Regions from separate parts of the Zea mays genome. Here region 2 is linked to region 1. A link is a contact called in public Hi-C data. All regions are on one chromosome and are shown on one strand. Each heading gives the region's core, a stretch centred on a gene start, on an enhancer-like site or on the middle of the called end of the contact. The rest is flanking DNA. Distances are from core to core; before and after follow the strand shown. Region 1 has its middle 95 kb from the start of LOC100272853. Region 2 holds the start of LOC100272853.

Region 1 (5,790 bases), core at 2,733-5,232:
CTTCCTTTGCTAGCGCATACGACCATTGCAGCTCCGGGCCAATTGGCGCACCGGACACTGTCCGGTGCACACCGGACAATCCGGTGCCCCCCTGCCGACCGTTTGCGCGGGCCACGCGTCGCCCGCGGATTGCGCAGCCGACCGTTGCGCTGGCGACCGTTGGCTCACCGGACAGTCCGGTGCACCACCGGACAGTCCGATGAATTATACCCGTACGTCGCTGAACTTTTCCCGAGAGCGACCTTTTCACTGGAGTCCAGCCTGGCGCACCAGACAGTCCGGTGTGCCAGGCCGAGCTGGACTTTGGCTGCACACAGCCAAGTCTTTTGCAATTCTTTATTTTCCTGTTTCTAGCACTTAGACAAAATATGTTAGTACTTCAAACAATGTGCTAAGTCTAGAAACATACCTCGTGTCTTGATTTGCACTTTTCTCTTCATTTAACATATAAGAACTTAATTAAATGTGTTGGGCACTTAATCACCAAAACATAATAGAAATTGCCCAAGGGCACATTTCCCTTTCAATCTCCCCCTTTTTGGTGATTTATGGCAACACATCAAAAGGCAACAAAAATAAGTGCAACATCGATGCAAATGAGGACCGAATTGTTTTTGTCTAAAATTTGGCATATTTGGATCATTCTTTGCCACCACTTGGTTCGTTTTTGCAAATCAAATTCATTTTCCTATCTCTAAGTCAAACTCACTTGTTTGGGCGTAAAGAGAGATAATCCAAGAGTGAAATTGATCAAGTGCCAAAAACTCCCCCTTTTTCCCATAATCATAAATTTTCCCCCACAAGAGACTAAATTTTGTAATAAGAGTATTTTGGACAAATAAAAAATTCTAACTCTATTGTTTTCAAAATTCACAAGTGGTAGCTGATCCATTTGCTTTGGCCTTAATTTCTCCCCCTTTGGCATTAAGCACCAAAACGAGATCATTCTTGGCCCTTTAACCCCATTGCCTCACCAAAAATGTCAATTAAGAGCAAAAAGGCAATAAGAGCATAAGAATGAACTTGGAATTAAGTACACGAATACCAGAGTGCAGTGGAAGTCTTTGCATGGTCCAAGTTCACCTTTCCCTTTCAATTCACCTTTGAGACTAAATCAAGTATACTCAAACACAAAGGTTAGTCTCAAAGGGTCAAGTTGTAGCACATCTCCCCCTAAATATGTGCATCATTCACACAAGGACTTATGAGGTCCGGGGATCCCTTGCACAACTTGAGCACCATAACTAAGCAATAAATCACATAAATGTATAAAGTAACATGATCAAAGGCATAGAACACATGTATGCTATAGATCAATCCAAGTTACGCGAATCTAAGACATTTAGCTCACTACGCAGCCTGCAAAAGGTTTTCTCATCTAATGGATTGGTAAAGATATCGACTAGCTGGTTCTCGGTGTTAATATGGTGCACCTCGATATCTCCCTTTTGCTGGTGGTCCCTCAGAAAGTGATGCCGGATGTCTATGTGCTTAGTGCGGCTGTGTTCAACAGGATTATCCGCCATGCGGATTGCACTCTCATTGTCACATAAGAGTGGGACTTTGCTCAAATTGTAGCCAAAGTTCCGGAGGGTTTGCCTCATTCAAAGTAGTTGTGCGCAACATTGTCCTGTGGCAACATACTCGGCCTCAGCGGTGGATAGGGCAACAGAGATTTGTTTCTTTGAACTCCAAGACACCAGGTGTCACAACCCAACCAAGTTATCGGGCCCACGTACACCAATCCTTGCCCTCAAGGCCTCGGATAGATATGTAAGTGGATCAGATAACTTACTCGAGGTGCCGAGTTTCGATAAACTCGTTCATTTCCAAGGACCATTCGCGCAAAGTTGCAAATATTACAATAACCAGTCAAGAACATAAACTTTAAAAATAGGAGTGGAGTGGAAGTCTTTACAATAAGATAATATACATTAATAAGCTAATAAGTTTACAAACCACGAAGTATTTATTATTACATGCCCGAGGTAGAGTTAAAGTGCTAACTGATTACATCAACTGGGAAGCAACCATCTTCCCGCAGCACACACATAATGCACACAATTAAAAGTCACCATTATGAGTTTAACAAAACTCATACGTGTTGATAGTTTCTCCTGCAGCAACAATGGGATAAACCCTGAGTATGGAAATACTCAGCAAGACTGACCCGACTAAAGAAAAAGACTCTCAAGGATATGCTAGTTGTTGGGAATCAAGGTAAGGCTTACCAAATTTCAAAGACTCAGTTTTGCAGAAAAGCTTACTAGTAGTGGATCCTTAAGCCAAACTTTTACTTCACAAGTTAAGTACTTTTCCTGAGTCTAGATTTGCCTAATCTAGAGCATTCACTTGTCCTACACTAGCTTCATTTTAACAGCTTTAGTTTCACTTGTTATCTACGATGCAGGGCAGTGATCCAGTCTTGATATCCGAGAAGTTCGGCGATCCGAATCGGTTAATACTCAGCTGAGGATCTCCAACCACACGACATATGTAGCACTTAACCCTTGCATATGTCAACTCGCCCACGGGTTTCTCAAGATCAGAACGGGTCCCCGCCAACCGAGAGCTCAGTACCCCACCATCCAGCATCTTGTCAGGTGGATACACGATACTCTCGCCATCTCTCCACTCCCATTACGGGCCGGCCTTTCTGGTATTGGTCCAGCCGAGGCTAAGCTTACCCATGATGAGGCATGTGGCCAGTTAAAGGGTCCTAGATCAGCAGGCCAACAATCGGAACGGTCCTTAATCGACACAGACGGGCGACCTTTCCTGCTCAACGTCTGGTCTCCCCTTAAATTATTTTTGAAAACCTGGTACCTGTCAGAGGTACCCTACTAAAATGATGAAGTCATCAAGGCCTTTGATACCTTCATCACTCCAGCCTCTTTTTCTTTGTAAAAACATGATTCATAGATCAAAACATTTTGTTCTTAGTCTATGAGCATACTAAGCACATCTGCCTTTTTAAAACAGGTATCAAGGATGGTAATCAATTGTTCAAGGAAGTTATGCAACAAAGGTTTAATCATTCAACTCCTACCACCTAATGCAACATATAACTGATAAAAGTTTAAAAACAGCAAGGAGGTGGCAAATGCACTGGGGCTTGCCTTGGTGAGGAGGAGAGTCGGGTTCTTCTACCAGGATATTACAGTTAGCAGCAAATCCAAATGGGGCACCTTCCGGAGGACCTTCGATGACAGTCTCAGTGGGAGGAATTTCAGATGGAGGAACAGGCTCCCTTTCTACTTCCACTTCAAATTCTTCTTCAAGGTGCTCTACAAGTTAATTCGAAGTATATGAATGCTTATGTAATGATATGCTATGCAAACTCTCGCAAGGGAGAGGAGAAGAAACATCAAGTTCTCAAAACAAGTATAGGCTAAGACTATCCACCCTTCTATACTACCCAATTTTGCTCAAGTTGCCCAATGTGAATTTACTAAGACCACCCAGAGAAGTAAACATACTACAAGTTACCAAACTTGCAGTTCTTCAATTGATAGAGTTCCAATTTGAGGTAAACATATATTAACACCAAGTTTTATTAATTTAAACTCCCTCATTTAGCTATTTTAAGGTTCTCTGGTCAAACAATTCCAAATAGGTTCACATTTTTACCATAGACTATTTTAGTGATAGATAACTTCTCCACGAATTCTCATAATTTTTGGTGCTCTGGTTTTATTTCTAAAATTCATTTATGCATTCCAGGGGCACTTTTAATTACCCAAAAATTTAATTATTGCTGAAAAAATCCTAAAACTGTTCCTAGCAGAAACTACAAAATTTTGCGGATTCAACAAAATTGGTTTCACAATTTTTGCATTTTTCTACATTTCCTGGTGCATTTTACAAGTTGTCAACAAAAAGAAAAAAAAGGAAAAAATGCAATAGTGACTGGGCCGAAACCGACCCATGCGGCCACTAACAGCGGAGAAACCAGCCACACGCCGTCAGCCCGCGCCGCCTTGGGACCTTTTCCGATGAGGCCCTTGCCAATTTGGATAACTAGATACAAGGTCTAACACTATTTTCCCCCTCTCACTGACAATCTCATATAGGCCCCTTGCTTCCTTCCTATTTACAAACCTCCGTCCTCGACGGTGGATACCTCCCCGCCGGCCAAACCACGACTGGGCTCGCCGTTGGAGATCCTCTCTGGTGAAGCTGAACATATCTACTCGATTTCCGAGGCTAACTAACTATTTCCCTTAATTTAATTGATCCCAAACAGTCTAGGACCTACTTATCCACAGTGACCGTGGACCAGTGAACGCCGGTGAGGTGAACTAAGGTGATGAGTACGGTAAAGTTCAATCTAAAGGTATGATAAGCACTAGCGAACATTCATGTACATGGTGCTCACCGAAGTTCACTCGGAGAAGCTATGATTGGGTTGGTCGACGTTGACACAGCCTTCAACGGTGCTCACCGGATACATGACGACGTTCCGGTGAAGACACTGCGATAGAATCCAAAAGGAAGATTCTTTGAGCATCACCACTGCCTCAGGGTTCTAAAACGTGAACAGATTGAACATGTTACCTCTCTGAATGGACTGGCCACGAGAAGATAAAAGATTTGGAGGGTGGTCACCACTTTCAGCGTCTACACAAGGTTCTGGCCCCTTCAACAAGACCGAGAGGTAGAGAGGGCTTAAGGGTTTTTCACAGAGGTCGAGAGAGGGTATGACATAGTGGGGAAGCCAAGAACTCGCTCAGGATACATATATGGATTCAGTTTTCCCCCTGGTCACTATTTCCTTTAACTAGGGTCAAACACGCGAGTGGGCAGTGGTTGGATTTGCACTGGGTTTATTTTTACAGTGGCCAACTAGGGTTAAGTTGTTCCCTTCTACAATCTACAGACTTCCCACGCCGATCAAAGCACAGGACAACTCCAGTCCTTCCATTGCTGCATGCTGGACAACAAACCAAACAGGAAGCAGCTGAGTCACTATGGCCAGGATTCACCGCTTGGGGCTCTGATCCCTGCAGTGGTAAAGCTGGGATGAGTTACTCCCTCCACAGGACACGAATATCCTTTTTAACAAACACTAGAAATCTCTAGAGCACAGGTGGAGATGGATATGTTTCTCTGATTTTCTTCTTTTTCTCTTTTGCAAAATTCTGATCTACTTCAGTCGACAGCAGCAGCCACCTTGTCCCCTCCGTTTCTCCAATTTTTTTTATAAGAATAGAGCTACCCTCCCACATCAAACTTATTCACTGAACATTGATCTTTCAGTTTATTATAAACTTCCAGAGTCAATACCTTACAGGTTTCGAGTTATAGAGCCCCAAAGTGAGGCATATCACACAGAAACCATAATTTCAGTTTACTGAAACTGAACCCAGAATTGCAGACTGTCAAGGCAACTTTGGGGGTATTTAACTACTTATTTTACATGGTACCAAGTTAATCATTGTTAAGTAAACTTGTACACCAATATGTACTCTTCAGCTTTTCTATAAAGATCCTAGTCCAAAACCAATTATAATAAGCACCACCCAGCTCCAAAGTTGAGCCCAGCACTGAAATTCAGATCTGATAACTATTTATTATCTGAAACTCCGAGGGTCTGACAATCCATCTGTAGGCGCCATTTTCTGCAATTTTTGTGTAGAACCAAACCAGCCTCCCTTAAGCAAACTTGTGCCCTGATAGGTAATCTACAATTTCTCTATAGAAAATATGGCCCAATACTCCACTAATCATCTACAAAAGGGCCCCAATGTTAGACCAATTATACACATTTCTAAAATCTGAACTGCACTA
Region 2 (6,189 bases), core at 391-2,890, 94 kb after region 1:
ACGCATGGAGTACGCATCATGCTTGCTGCACTGCATCTCTTTCTTGGAAAGTTGGAATATGGAATTGGTATGGATTTCAAGTAGTAATAGCTAATAAGGCGTACGTGTAGATGCTACAGAATATATAAGTATCGGTCGATCATCTATCGATATATGGATTCGGAGAGAAGCGTAAATTATTATATATATTCTGTTAATTTATCACACTACTCGATCTGAACCACCATTAATACACACTACTCTCTCATCTCATCTCATCTCATCTCACCACCATGATCTCAGCTCGTTCCTCGCCTCGCCTGGATAATATATATGAGCTAGCAAATTCACAGAGCGCGTATGTACGTGTGTCCTCGCCAAACGATATGAGTCGCGGGCCGGGATCAGGAGGAGGAGTCGAGCATCTTCTTGTAGTACTCTTGGTCGTCGATCCTCCACAGCGAAAAATCGGAGCCGCAGTACTCCCACGGCGGCGAGGCCGGCGGCGGCGGCGAGGCGGCTGAGGCTGCGGCGGCGCCGTAGTAATAACAGTGACCACCAACAGCAGCTCCGCCCCAGCAGGCGTCCACGACAAGGTAGCTCATCGCCGCCGCATCGGCTGCCGCGATCTCGTTCCACAGCTGGTCCATGGGGAAGTCGTAGCACTCCTGCGGCTGCGGCTGGGGTTCCTCATCGTGCTTGGTCGCCGGCGCCGCGGTGGGCGTGGACGCCTCCTCGGTCTCGTCGCCGCTGCGCCGCGCTTCGTCCCGCCGTAGCGAAGACGACGACGACGACGACGATACGGGCGGGCGGCGGCACTCGGACGACGACGACACCGTCATCACCGAGGACGCCGACTCCGCCGCCGTCGACGTTGCTGCTGCGGCAGCCCTCCTCTCCTCGAGCGCCTTCTTCCTGGTCCGCGTCCTCCAGAAGTTCTTGATCTCGTTGTCGGTGCGCCCGGGCAGGCTCCTGGCGATGCGCGACCACCGGCTGCCCCACTGCGCGTGGAGCTCCACGATGCGGCGCTCCTCATCGGCCGTGATGCGGCCGCGCCGGAGCCCCGGGTGGAGGTAGTTCACCCACCGGAGGCGGCAGCTCTTGCCGGTGCGCCTCAGACCTGCACGCACGTCGCCGTCCGTATCCACAAGAGCCGCACGCAGATACGCGACAAAGATGAGGAGGAAGAAGAAGAAGCAAACGGTTAAGAACACTGCTAGCTGCTCGATCGAGGCCGACCGACCCTCCTCGTGCATGCGGAGTTGCATGGAGGCGGATCGGTCGACGCACCCGCCACCGCGCAAACCTGACACCTTTGCTAAGAAATCCCATCGGCGTTCGCCGAACAGGCGCACGAACCGTACCAGCTGCTCGTCCTCCTCGTCCGTCCACGGGCCCTTCCTCATGGCCGCGCCGCCCGTGCTGATGATGATCTGCTCGCCACCGTACTCTCCATCGCCATCGCTGTCCTTCTTGTTGTTCCTGCGGCTAATACATAGCAAGGACGACATGGTCGATCGATCGATCGATCGGTCGCTAGACCGTACCAGGCAGCTAGAAAGCAAGGACCAAGCTTAGCTTGTTGGATCGATCGATCGAGAGGGGAGAGAGGAGGAAGAAGAAACAACAGGCAGTGCTCTGTAGCTTATTGCTAGCTAGTTTGATTCCTTGAGCTCAGCTGGCCTCCCCTTTATACGAGGTCCACTTGCTGGGCTAGGGAGCGAGAGAGAGATAGAGCTAGTCAGCTAGCTTAGCTACAGAGCATAGTATAATGCATGGTGGACATGGCTAAGCGATAGAGCATCGTGGTGCGTGGTGACGCTCCTCAGTGCCGCCCGCACCATAGAGGCCATATATATCAGATCTAATTATTATCATTATCGTATTTACCTAGCATTCTAACTAACGTAATTATATATATGTCCATCCAGTCATAAAGTCAGAGTTTCGTGTCCTTATAGTGGTTCACTAGTACATATACAATATTAGTACTCTAAATCTATTTTTACTAGCCTTTAACGTTTCTGACTTTTGTCGATATGAATGAATGACCCAAGAAAATCGCAAGCTTCAAAGGCGTCCATTCTAGACAAACCATCACTATAAATATTTACGCCATCGATTTCTTTTTCTTGACAAAACACTACTATAAACGATTTTTAGAATTTTAAGCCCCAAATGAATCCAAATTAAAAAGTTTCGTCCACTGTCGGTGTTTGGTGCTGATTGTACACCATGGGATGTATCACGGGGTGCTTTTTATGGTTGGCGAGGTCAACGGTAGCTCAATGGTTCGTGCAGAACGCAACGTGACACAAGAATTATACAGGTTCACGTCGTTAGAAGGCGTAAAGCCCTACGTCCTGTGTGTTGTGGAGATTGTTTTGCTTTGGTCTCGAGGTTACAATGATGCACTACTAGCTCGAGGTGCCGGAGTGGGATGACTAAAAGATGGGATCTACTAGGTATGATCAGATGATGCGTAGGGGTCCCCAACCCGCCTTATATATGCTGATGGATTCGGGGTTACAAGTTAGTTTTTTTCCTCCTTATCATGTCCCCTGTGATCTCGAGTCTATTCCCGAGTCAACAGTGAGTCTTCGCGCTTTTCTTAACGGAAAGAATCCGCCTCCCTTCCTTGATCTCCAAGCTTTTGCACCATCTTTAGGCATCAGTTGGCCGATTGGCCCATAAAATCAGCCGCCCGACCTACTTAGGCCCTCCAACAACCCATGCACCGGATCTGCGTCATGGGGACACGGATATCTACCCCCCTCAAACCCTTGAGAGTTAAGTCGATTTTGAGAACAATTGGCTCGAGACTCCAAAGAAAACCTTGACTCATGTGTGAAGACCTTCATTAACAACTTATTTTGTTGACTTTGAGTTAAAATCAACTCGAAGGTGTCACACCCGGCTTTAAGGAACAAAGTCAGGTGCATCTCATATATGCGCCAAGAAGACAACATATATAATAACAGAGTGTATAGAGATAAATGTCACAATAATCAGAGTATTTATTACATAGCGAAAGTCTTATTACAAAATCAAATATAAAACGAACTAAGGATCGTCATTGGCGCCAATGTCAACTGAGAAACGCCACCTAGATCAGATCAAACTCCTCGCCTTGTGGCTCCTCCTGAACCACCTGTTCTTCTCCTGTGGGGGTGGGGGTGTGAGACAGCAAGGGTGAGCTCACACATGATCATAGCTCAACAAGTTGTGGGGAACCAGTGGACATGAACTCACAAAGGTGAGAGTTAATGTGATGTGTAAGGCTAATCAATGACATGGGTTAAAGCTGAGCATTGCTTTTAATTAGTTGGTCAAAATTTTATTAGCAATTACTAAATGTAAGTAAATACCAAACCTTAATAAAAATAATAGAACAAAATTAATAATAATCCCATGCATATACAAATGACAAAATTGAATTTTAGTTCCATAAATTAATCATCAGAGAGTCCTGAGCTGCTCATGACCGTGAGCTCGGCTAGTATACCCGTTTTACACTCTGCAGAGGTTGTACCCTTTACCCACAAGTCATGTTACCCATCTGCCAAGGGGTCGCGACTCCCATACACCTCTACCTAGGAGGCGAGACAGGGCAACACTACGAGGCCTTTACAAAGTTGCACTAGCTTTCGAAAACCCGCTACAGTTTATGGGAAGAGCACTTGCAAGAATCCCCCGTCTGACCGCCATCGCAGCTAAATCAACCCGAGAACCTCCTTGCATGCAACTCCCCTACTGCCCTTGCCCCTTTCGGGTAAGGTAGTCTTCCACTAGCTTTCCTAATTAGTCAGCCAAGGGCATCCCATTAATCCCTTATGGTGGCACGTGTTACTCAAGTTAAGCTCTATGTTCCAATTAACATTAATGATCTTGACATGAACATAAATAGAATAACAAAAGAATTGGAACATAGATATAATAAATGATTATCCCAAAACCATGTAAAGCAATAGCAAAACTACCCAAGTGATTCAGGGGTAAACAAGGTATTGAGATAAACAATCTAGGGTGACCTATCGGGCCCCATCAAAATTAACCTATGCATGAATAAATGGTATTAAAGAACATTATTGGGTAAAAAGTGGTCAAGGGCACAACTTGCCTTCAATGAGCTCCTGCTCAGCTACTTCTATCTGCTGCTCACCAGGATCCTCAGTCACGGGCTCTTCTACTCGCCACAATACAAACAAGCACATTATATATAGAGAAAATTAACATCACACCAAACATATAAACAAAATACACAGTAATAATCTACACATTAAAATAAAGTCCTAGAAACAGGAATCATACTCTTTGGAGTTATAGATTTTAAGATATGAATTTACAAAGGTTTTATGTGCTTGAAATGTGATTCTGTGAGAAATAAATTTTACTACTGTTTTCATGACAAAACAGAGACTCTAAGTGATAGAAAATAATGTTACTAAAATTTAGAAAGTGGAATGAATTAATTTGGAGTTCATATGCATTTTCTATGAATTATACAAGTTATAGTAATTATTTTTGCATTAAAAATCTATTTCTAATTACTTTTCTCTGATTTTCCAACTTTCCGGACTAGGCCTCAATAACTGTGAAGCGCAGGGGTCTCGGGGTAAATAATATTAAGGCTCATTCTACTCTGTGGTAGGACTGCGGGTTGGTTTATAGAAAATCCGAGGACTCTTTAGCAAAACAACCAGTCGAACGGGTATCGGCCAAGGTGGGCCATTGGATTACGCACAAACGGCGCGGATTAGACCGAGTCACCAGCGAAGCTGTACGCGGCACAGACCGTCCAATCCGCGACCTATGGCGCAGATTTAATTATTATGGAGTCGCTCTGCTCCACCCGATCCACAATCAAGCACCACGATCTAATCTAGCGGGAAGGGTATGTGGATCCTAATCTGGACCGTTCACTCCTAAATCAATGACGCAACCCTTTGCCTACCCCGACGGCGTGGACGAACAGGGCGATACGGCGGCGCAAGTTCTTCCCCGCGGCGGAGCGCCACCGTCGCAACACGAATCCCCCCTCTGGTGTTCCAAAACCCGATCCAACTACTACTACACGATGCGGGGAAAGAAACGAGTCATTGAGAGAGGGTAGTACCGACTAGACTGGCTCGGAGTTCTCTGCTCGCGGCGATGGTGATGCAGCGGCGCAGGAGTTGACGATGGCGAGAAATCCCCGCTGCCCCGGTTGCCGATCCCGCACGGAGATGCCCCAAACCCTTTCGGCAAGCCCAAGGGAAGCTCCACGATAAAACCCGGCGCCAGGGTGCACGAATTCGGGGTCACGGCCGCGGCGCGTCGACGACGATTTCTAGCGGCGGTGAACTGGATGCGGAGGCGCTAGTCTACGGTTGCGGAGTTCAAAGCAGACGCGCTAGGTTCGTGCGGTTTTAGGATTTAGGGTTCACGGGCAAGCACGACATTTAACGTCCCGATCCCACGGACTCGGAGCCACGGCCAGCAGCTCCAGAAGAAGGGGGAGGAGACCGCCCGCCATGCACGGGATTCAGTTGAGGAAGAAGCTGACGACGCCGGCCCACAGGCCAGTGGGCGAGAAAACAGAAAGGCGGAACAACGTCGGAGTTGCAGAGGGCGGCTAGCAAAGGTGGTCTGCCAGACAGTGTATCCCGCTCTCATGTACCGCGCGCGCGCGACTGATTCGCCGGGCCCACGCGCCAATGCGAGAACGCGGTAGTAGGTTGTCTGCTTGGCGCGGAGGGACTAGGTGGGCCAGAATGCAACCAGCGAGCCCATTAACCGTTTTTCCCTTTTTCATTTTTCTTTTGTTTTTCTCTTTTTCTTTTCTCTAATCCCAAATCCAACTTGAATTCAAATTTACATTCAAACCTTGTGCCAAATTTATCTTCAAGTTATATTGTGACCTTAAGCTACTAATTTTGGATATATATAAACTTCCTTTATATTTTATAAACCTTCTCTTTTTCAAACTCTCAAATTAGGTCTTAAATCCTTGCTTTTGTCACTAATTTATTTCTATTAGTAGTATTAATCTTTTCATTAAATGCACAAACAATAAACTCGAGCATGTTGCATGATTTAAGGGTATATATTTTTATTATTTATTTATTGTTTGAATATGGTGTTCACATGTGATGATAAGTAATTTCAACACACACATAAAATATAGGAAAATGACTTTTCTCCTCTTTTATCATATATTACAAACTGGGT

Evidence for each region. Hi-C and Micro-C count contacts between places; a contact is called where the count stands out from the background.
Region 2: a Hi-C map of leaf shows a contact between it and region 1, with 4 times the contacts expected there. The contact joins the promoter of LOC100272853 here to the enhancer-like site in region 1. A contact is called at or near these places in 4 of 25 Hi-C or Micro-C datasets (leaf and tassel).

What each region holds. Positions count from the first base shown.
Region 1 is chr6:42,559,494-42,565,283 of Zm-B73-REFERENCE-NAM-5.0, forward strand. No RefSeq gene overlaps it. Among protein-coding and RNA genes, the nearest start is that of LOC100272853, 95 kb to the right of the region's middle. Within about 2 kb of position 3,983, at least 16 of the 20 cell types and tissues checked have an H3K27ac peak or open chromatin away from gene starts, as enhancers often do. A contact at or near this core is called in leaf and tassel, where this site is marked.
Region 2 is chr6:42,655,624-42,661,812 of Zm-B73-REFERENCE-NAM-5.0, forward strand. LOC100272853 reads right to left here and starts at 1,641. Exons shown (of 2, transcript NM_001353547.1): 1 at 1,344-1,641; 2 at 163-1,099. The coding sequence starts at 821. The coding sequence ends at 384.